Linked DNA regions of Zea mays: region 1 is linked to region 2. The links are chromatin contacts, called in public Hi-C maps. All regions are on one chromosome and are shown on one strand. The core of a region is the stretch at or near the end of the contact, and the rest is flanking DNA. Distances in the headings are between cores, read along the strand shown. Region 1 holds the start of LOC100381487. Region 2 holds the start of LOC103646067 (WD repeat-containing protein 44).

Region 1 (3,863 bases), core at 660-3,159, 240 kb after region 2:
ACGCAATTTCGCCTCGCCCGAGCCCGGCCTCGGGCGGGAACAGTAGCCCCAGACGAATTCACGCCTCGCCCGAGGGCCTCCTCGGGCGGTGGGCGCACCCTCGAATCGCCCGAAGCCCAGCTCGGGCAGGCTTCGTTGTGAAGCAAACTTGGCCAAATCGCCTCACCAACCGACCGTATCGCGTGCACATTTAATGCGGGGATCGCCTGACACCTTATCCTAACACGCGTGCCTCAGTCGGCAAGGTCGAAGTGACCGCAGTCACTTCGCCCTTTCACTGACCGACCTGACAGGAAAACAGCGCCGCTCGCCCCGCTCCGACTGCTGTGCCACCCACCAGGGTGAGACTGACAACAGCCGAGTTCAGCCTCGGGCGCAACAGGAAGCTCCGCCTCGCCCGACCTTAGGCCTCGGCCTCGGAAGGAGGTCTCCGCCTCGCCCGACCCCAGGGCTCGGCCTCAGCCTCGGCCTTGGGAGGAATCGCGTCCTCGCCCGACCCCGGCCTCGGCCTCAGGAGAAGTCTCCGCCTCACCCGACCTTGGGCTCGGACCGACCACGTCACAGGGGATACATCATTACCCTACCCTAGCTAGCTCAGGCTACGAGGGAACAAGACCGGCGTCCCATCTGGCTCGCCCCGGTAATAGGTAATGATGGTTCCCCGCGTGCGTCCATGACATCGGTGGTTCTCAAGCCCCCTACGGAAGCAAGGAGACGTCAGCAGGATCCCAGCAGCATCGACAGTTGTGCTTCTACAGGGCTCAGGCACTTCTCCGACGGCCACATTATCGCGTACACAGGGCTCAAACACTTCTCCGACAGCCACGTTGGCATGTACACAGGGCTCAGGCACTCCTCTGCCAGACACGTTAGCGCATAGCTACACCCCCATTGTACATCTGGACCCTCTCCTTGTATCTATAAAAGGGAGGTCCAGAGCCTTCCTGCGGGGGAGGTCGCGCGGGGGAACGAGCTAACGAACATGCTCTCTCCCTCGCGACGCTTGTAACCCCTACTACGAGCACACCCCTGGTGCGAGATAATATAAGCCACATTCCCCTTGTGTTCCATCTTGCGCCAACCCATCTGGGCAGGGGCACGCAACGACAAATTTACTGGTCGGTCCAGGGACCCCCGGATCCGAAACGCCGACAATCGTACATGGGGCCAACTTGCTATGTACGACCTGTTTGGCAATCTATACCGTGAGGAGGAGGCCTAGCTGCCTAGGTTTTTTCGGTTTTAAAAATTCATTTTTTAGACATTAGCAACCGATCGGTTTTCTATAAAATGAAAAATAGAGAAGTTCGGTTTCAGTTTTTTACTTCGATTTTTCGGTAAAAACCGAATACCAGACTTATACTCAAGACAACACATACAACAAGCTTACATGATAGATTACACATAATTATAAAAAAGTAAAAATTATATAGGTACAAATATTTAGAGATACGTCATACTCATACATCACATATAAATAAGTGAATAACAATTTAATTGTATCACACATTTAATTTACATAATTGAATAGTCAAATTTTAAATTGATAAAGTTTGTTATTCGGTTTTTTTTGTTGTCTCAGTTTGACATACGGTATATACCGATTACGATAAAAAACTGAAATTTTTAGATAAAAAACCGAAACCTAACTATCGAACTAAACTAAAATTTCGGTACGGTTTGGTTTTTGGTCTATGGTAAAAAATTGCCCACTCGTGGTTGGAGGCCGCTTCACACCATTCTTACACGGAGCCGAGGGAGGGAGTGCGCTCCGGTGAAATGTTGGAGGCCGCCTAATCAGGCCCTCGTAGGCCAAATTGACGCGTGCCTCGGAACGATCTGGGCCGCACTCAGCTCAGCCGAAGCAGATCTCCAGAACAACAAACCCGCGAAATTCCATTTTCCAATTATCGCAGGCCCGCTTCTCACCAATTCACCAACCGTCCACTCCCTCGCCCTCGCCGGTGCATCTCGTCGGCGTCGTGCTCTACCACCACCAGTGCACGGCACCCCTATGTTCGTCTCCTTCTGCTCCCCCATCCTTCGTTCTGCGCTTGGAACGTTGGATGTGGGTTCCACCAAATCACGCGGGAGGGCAAATAAACCCTAGTTAGGCCCTCCCGGGATGGAGGCGGCCGCCTCCAGCCTCTCGACGCTGCTTTCCACCTTGCGCGTGAACGGGCCCTGGACGCCGCCGGGAACCTGGGAGTCAGTCATACCTGAGAGCGGTGCTGCTCGCGTCTCTCACCTTGGAGGACGCCCTCGCCTGCAGCCGATCTACGAGCTCGCATCGGTTACTGTGAGTGGAATCTATCACCTACTTTGGTCGTAATTTTAAGAATTCAGCGAGAGTGTGGGTAAAAGATAGCTTGGGGAACTTTTTTCCAGGAAATTATATGCTGCATTGAACATTTTAGCTTTTGGATCCGTAACTTCTTATCTGAAACTCTGTATTTCTATCATATATGAGTACCAATATATTTAGGGGGTGTTTGAATGCACTAGAGCTAATGTTAGTGGCTAAAATTAGCTATAAACATCTAAACACCCTAGTTAATATTTCAGCTATTAGCTATTTTTAGTAAATTAGCTACTAGTTAGCTAGTTATTTGTTAGCTAGCTAATTCTACTAACAAATTTTTAGCCAACTAACTATTAGCTCTAGTGCATTCAAACACCCCCTTAGCATTAGGCCGCTAATAAGTGTGAGGATCATTTTTGTTGTGCAGGATGATGCTTTGATTCATCTGGCCTTGCATGCGCTGTATGGTGTCAAAACATCGTTAGATGAGATTGAGGAGCTTTCAGCACTGTCTTCCTCAAATCCGGCTGACAGGACCTCTAACCGTGTCCCAAATGTGTGGTTACGTTCCTCGAGCACCACATCCATGGGGAGTATTCTCAAATCTTTCCGCTCGACAGGTCTTGCGGTCTTCTTCCTTTGCAAGTTTGTGCACTTTTATCTTTTCCAAAGTCGAGAAATGAACTGTGCAAGTAGAGAAGTTCACGAACATGAAGATTCTGGAGATAAAGACACTAAGCAGCATCAGCCTTACACTCTAGTAAACCAAGCATTTGCAGCAGCAGTTAATAAGGTCCTCGAAGGCTATTTCTGTTCATTGAATACTTTACTAGCATCAATTAGGCTTAGGCGTTCAGTGGGCCAATCTGGTATAGCTTCCAAGATTTCAAATGGAATGAGTTGTGATCCCACTTCAGAGGTCACTCTTCTGGAAGTTTATCTACACACCGAGGAGTTAAGAAGGCATGTTAAATCCCTTGGAAATATTTGTTTCCCTAAGTTTGCAGGTCTTACATTGTGCCAGGAGGGTTTGAATACTGATGCAAATGTGGAGTTTGAGAATTTCCCACGGGGCACCGATTTGCTTTCCTATTTGTATGTCCATATTCGTGTAAGACATCATCTTACGATTTAGGTTTCGAACACTATTTATCTAATCACCGAACATCTCAAGGAAATTCCTAGCTCTGTGCTACTGCATGAGTTATATACTTGATAATATTTTGTATCCACATATGTTTGTAATCATATCTTAGATCTTCACGTGTTAATTATTATCTCTTTTCCATGGAGTGTACATTCATACTATATGTATGTTGGTTCGGTTACTAGAAGTCTTACTTTCTAAAAATGTAACCATATTGTCAGGTAGACCTGATTGCCATGAGTTTTTGTTATTCTGAAGTGCACTCAAGCTCTTATTACACATGCCTAAAGTGGAACAGGGAGTTTCAAAGGGAATCTACTGAGTGCCTACTTTTGTTTCTTTGAAGTACCCCCAAGCTCTTATCTTTTTGTAATGGCTGGCAAAGATATTAGTAGTTATATCTTTCATTTATAT
Region 2 (3,954 bases), core at 1,033-3,532:
GACAGTAGATGCTGCAAGGTAGAAAATTTCAATCATCAGAAAGGAAAGGACAAAATAAATAAAAAAATGCAATCAAACCTTACAGAGGGGGGCAATTCATTCAATAATTGTACTGACCTTGTTGTTAGACCATGACAGACTCAGTACGTCACCAGAGTGACCACGGAACTCATGCAGTGGTTGCTTTGAGATCTGGAACACCACTGTTGGAATCACAACACAGGCAGAATCTGCAGATTGCTTCACGCCCTTAACTTTGCATTTCTTCTCATTGTCAGCATCAACAGGACCCAAGCCACTCTGGCGATGAGCTTTGAGGTAAACACAAGAAGGATCATCCATTGGGATTTTGCAGTCCTCAGACTGCGCGACGCCCCAGACCCTGACAACTCCATCTTCCCCTCCAGTAGCAAGAAACTGCCCATCCGGACTAAACTTCATAGCCAGGATGGCACCATCATGGCCCTTAATCACTTGGCCTTGATAAACTGCTGACAGTTCTTTCGACCGCTTCCTGTAGCTGCGGACCTTGACCCTTTCATACCTTCCACCCCTGTTTTGCTCACTCTCTGAGGAGCTGGTGCTAGCCTCATCGCCTCCATGATCGAGGATACCAGACCTCAAGCCCAGCCTCCGAAGCCATCCGTTTCTCCTCCTCTCGACCGCCTTGGGAACACCAGAGAGCTTACCACTGCGGCTCATGAGCCTCTGGATGAAGGACAACGAACTGAAACTCCTGCTCACCTTGCTGCTAGCATCATCCCGGCTGGATCCACTGACAGAATTGTCATCCGAGACACCATCCTCTAAGCTCTTCGTCTCCTCCGTGGACCAACTCGACATGGAGCAGTCGTTCTCATCCGACTGCGACCACGATCTCCCAAATTCCGGCACAGCCTCTTCCTCCTTGTCGACATCGCCCACGGTGGCCACGGCATCGGCCTGCAGGGGAGCCGGGCAGCACTCTAGGCCCATGCTTCTCATGAACCGCTCCCTCCTCTGACACACACTGTCGAGGCTTCCCGACCACGGCAATGCAGGGCCCGGGCTGGGCGCCGGCGACGCCGTGAGCTCCTCTCGCGAGTCAAAGAACGCTTCCTCCTCCATCTCCATCCTACAGCCTACTAGCAGTTGGCACCCTTCCATGGATGGGATGGATCTTCAGCACAAGAGCACACGGCGCTGCGAGGAGAGAAAGATAAACACATCTCAGAGCCCTGGTCCGGTGCGGAGGCGCGGCTTATATAACAGTAAAGCGGCGCTGAATTGGCTCGGCGGCAACTGGGGACGAGAAAAAGGGAGAGAGCGGACGCGGAGGGAGCACGGGTCGGGAGGAGAGGGCGATCAGCATAAACAAATCACGGCGAATCCCACGCATTCAACTGCACGCATCTCCCAAATCCCGCAGCTCGCACGGCCCAAGCGCTCCTGCCTCCTGAGCAATGCATCTGGCCTGGCAAGCCAACCAGCCGCGCGGCCATTATTAAAGCGGGCAGCCAGGCCAAGGAACCGCTGACAAAATTTCAGGGTTTTTTTTTTAAAAATCCCTTCCCCCTCTCAAGACCCGCCGAATTCACCACCACATATCTCGTCGAAACCAATAGATTGATTGATGATGGTAGAGGGGGAATAATGAGGGATTAGAAAAGGAAGAAACTGATGGCAGGGGTGGGGGGTGGGGGGAGAAGCTCACCTGGGCGAGGCAAGCAGAGAATTCGCGCGCACGCTTGGGAGCGGCTGGGATCCAAGAGGGAAAAGGAATCCGTTTTGGTAAGCCTGGGTGGGTGGCTCAGGGATGCCGCGCGTGTTCTTGGCTCGTCGTGGTGGCCGGCCGCGGCAGCATGGCGCAAATGGGTGCCGGTGCGTATTATTGGAGAGGATTGGATTCGAGCCGATCTCACGCGGGCGGGGAGAAAGGAGAGGAGGGGGGGAATTGGAGACGACGGGGCGATTTATTACGACGGACGTGGGAGGCGGAGGAGGAGGAGGAGAGGAGCTGGCCAGCCGTGCTGGGTGTGTGGGGGTCCCAGTCCCGTCCGAGTCCCCCATCACCATCGCCAGATTTGGAGGACGGACGCAAAAATAAATTTCTGAAGATGCACTGTGCTGCTCAGAGGGAAAAAAACGAGGAAAATACTGCACAGTTCCCGCTAAAACAATGCACTGTCGCAGATTTGCCTCTTGCCTCTTAATCATTTCTTGCTGCTGGGTTGGTTCATCTCACACCCTCTGATGACGCCTCTCACACTTTCCTTTCTTTTTATCTTTCCTTTGTTCTTCTGTTCTTCGGTATGTATGTTTTTTCTCTCCTTTTCGTCTCACTTCCGGTCGTCGTTTTGTAGCAGTAATAGGTGGTGAGCTGCTGTAGTAGCAGCGGCAATAAATCGTGCAGGTCTAGGCCTGGGTCTATGCGTACTGCAACCGGGTGCATCGGCGCTGCAGCACACCGATCTGCTCGTGTAACCCTTGCCTGATAGGACCGTCCGCAGAGAGAAAGAGATCTTTTTTTCTGCTGTGGAAAACCGATGTGCTGAGGTTAGCATTAGCAACAGCAGGCGCATGGCCTGCATGCCACGACACGAGCCATTCGTCGTGGCAGTGAATTGTAACAGAAACAGCACAGTACAGTACTGCTCGGCTCTGCATTGGGCAGAACGAACGAGAGTAGGAGGATTACTACTACGATCGATCCCTGCCGTTGGTTCTGAGCAGCGACGAAGGGGGAACACATGTATATGTATGTTGGCACAAATCTGACTCTAGCTAGCTTGTGTTGTGTGCTCTGCAGCTGCAAAGTGTTGCTTGGAAACGGCAAATTACTAGCTGGGCTGGGCGCTCGCGTTGCGCCAAACAAAGGCGCTCATCAAAGCGGGGGAGGGGAACAGTTTGATGCACCTAACATGCTACTGCCGTCCGCTGCTTGGTCCCCCCTTGCGCGTACAGGTGCAGGATGCAGGCGCGCGGTGCGATTTCTTCTTTTACCTATTCACGCAAGAAAAAGAAAAAAAAAACGGGAACACGTCAAAACTATTTCACAGAGCTCGATCTCTTGTTGGCGAGTGGCGACTCGGTCTGGGTCAACCCGTCAGCTGGGGCTGCTGCTCTGTCTGTGTTCGGGTCAGACGGTCAGTAGTGCCGAGCATTTTGATTTTAGCCTGCATCAATTCCAGCCCTTTTTGGACGAGGGAATTTATTTATTTATTAACAGTCGTTGCAGCGGCTAGCCGGCTCTAGGTATTGGAGTGAATTATATAATCTAGATGTCTAGGTTATGATAATTCATAAATAAATTAGTAGATGCTTATTTTAGATTATTGTTTAGCTTTTTATCTACTAATAATTTATGTAAACAAACATCTGTAATAGGATTATATAAACTAGATTACACAATCCAGATTATATAATTTATATAAAATAAGCTGGATTACATACGGGCCCTAAAGACGCATCGGTCAGCAGTGACGTTAAAAAAAACTCTGCATGCATGGAACGCAGCCACCTGCTCTGCATGTGTGGTGGCTTTTGATACATGAGTGAGCAGACTGGGGAAAAAAACACAAAGATAGGTGCTGATAATGGGCTAAGTACGTAGATTCGAGCTGTACGTCCGCTAGTTTAAAGAACCCAGCTGGATATGCATGAGCAGATGCATGGACGACGTATCCATCTCTAGCTAACCCCAACAACCCTGCAGCTCCAGAGTTGATTCGTGGTTGGGCGAAGATGGCAACGCGAGCGCGAGGGCGGCACGGCAGCAACCCCATGCGTCCAAGCCTTTGTGTTTTGTTTATATCTATTTTATCCACGTGCCCATCTTTGCACGAAAGCTGCTGCTCTCTGCTGGGAGCCTGGGAGGGAAGGGAGGTTTACCAGCTGGTTGATTTGGTGACAACGAGATTACAAGAGGATTAGAGGATTAAAGGGTAGTTTATTTCTTTTTAATCCCTCGATCCT

Evidence for each region. Hi-C and Micro-C count contacts between places; a contact is called where the count stands out from the background.
Region 1: a Hi-C map of leaf shows a contact between it and region 2, with 4 times the contacts expected there. The contact joins the promoter of LOC100381487 here to the promoter of LOC103646067 in region 2. A contact is called at or near these places in 3 of 25 Hi-C or Micro-C datasets (bundle sheath, ear and leaf).

The regions. Positions count from the first base shown.
Region 1 is chr2:18,195,032-18,198,894 of Zm-B73-REFERENCE-NAM-5.0, forward strand. LOC100381487 reads left to right here and starts at 1,910. Exons shown (of 14, transcript NM_001361434.1): 1 at 1,910-2,299; 2 at 2,730-3,413. The coding sequence starts at 2,126.
Region 2 is chr2:17,953,197-17,957,150 of Zm-B73-REFERENCE-NAM-5.0, forward strand. It overlaps LOC103646067 (WD repeat-containing protein 44), which reads right to left and starts at 2,283. Exons shown (of 7, transcript XM_020548183.2): 1 at 118-2,283; 2 at 1-11. The coding sequence starts at 1,146.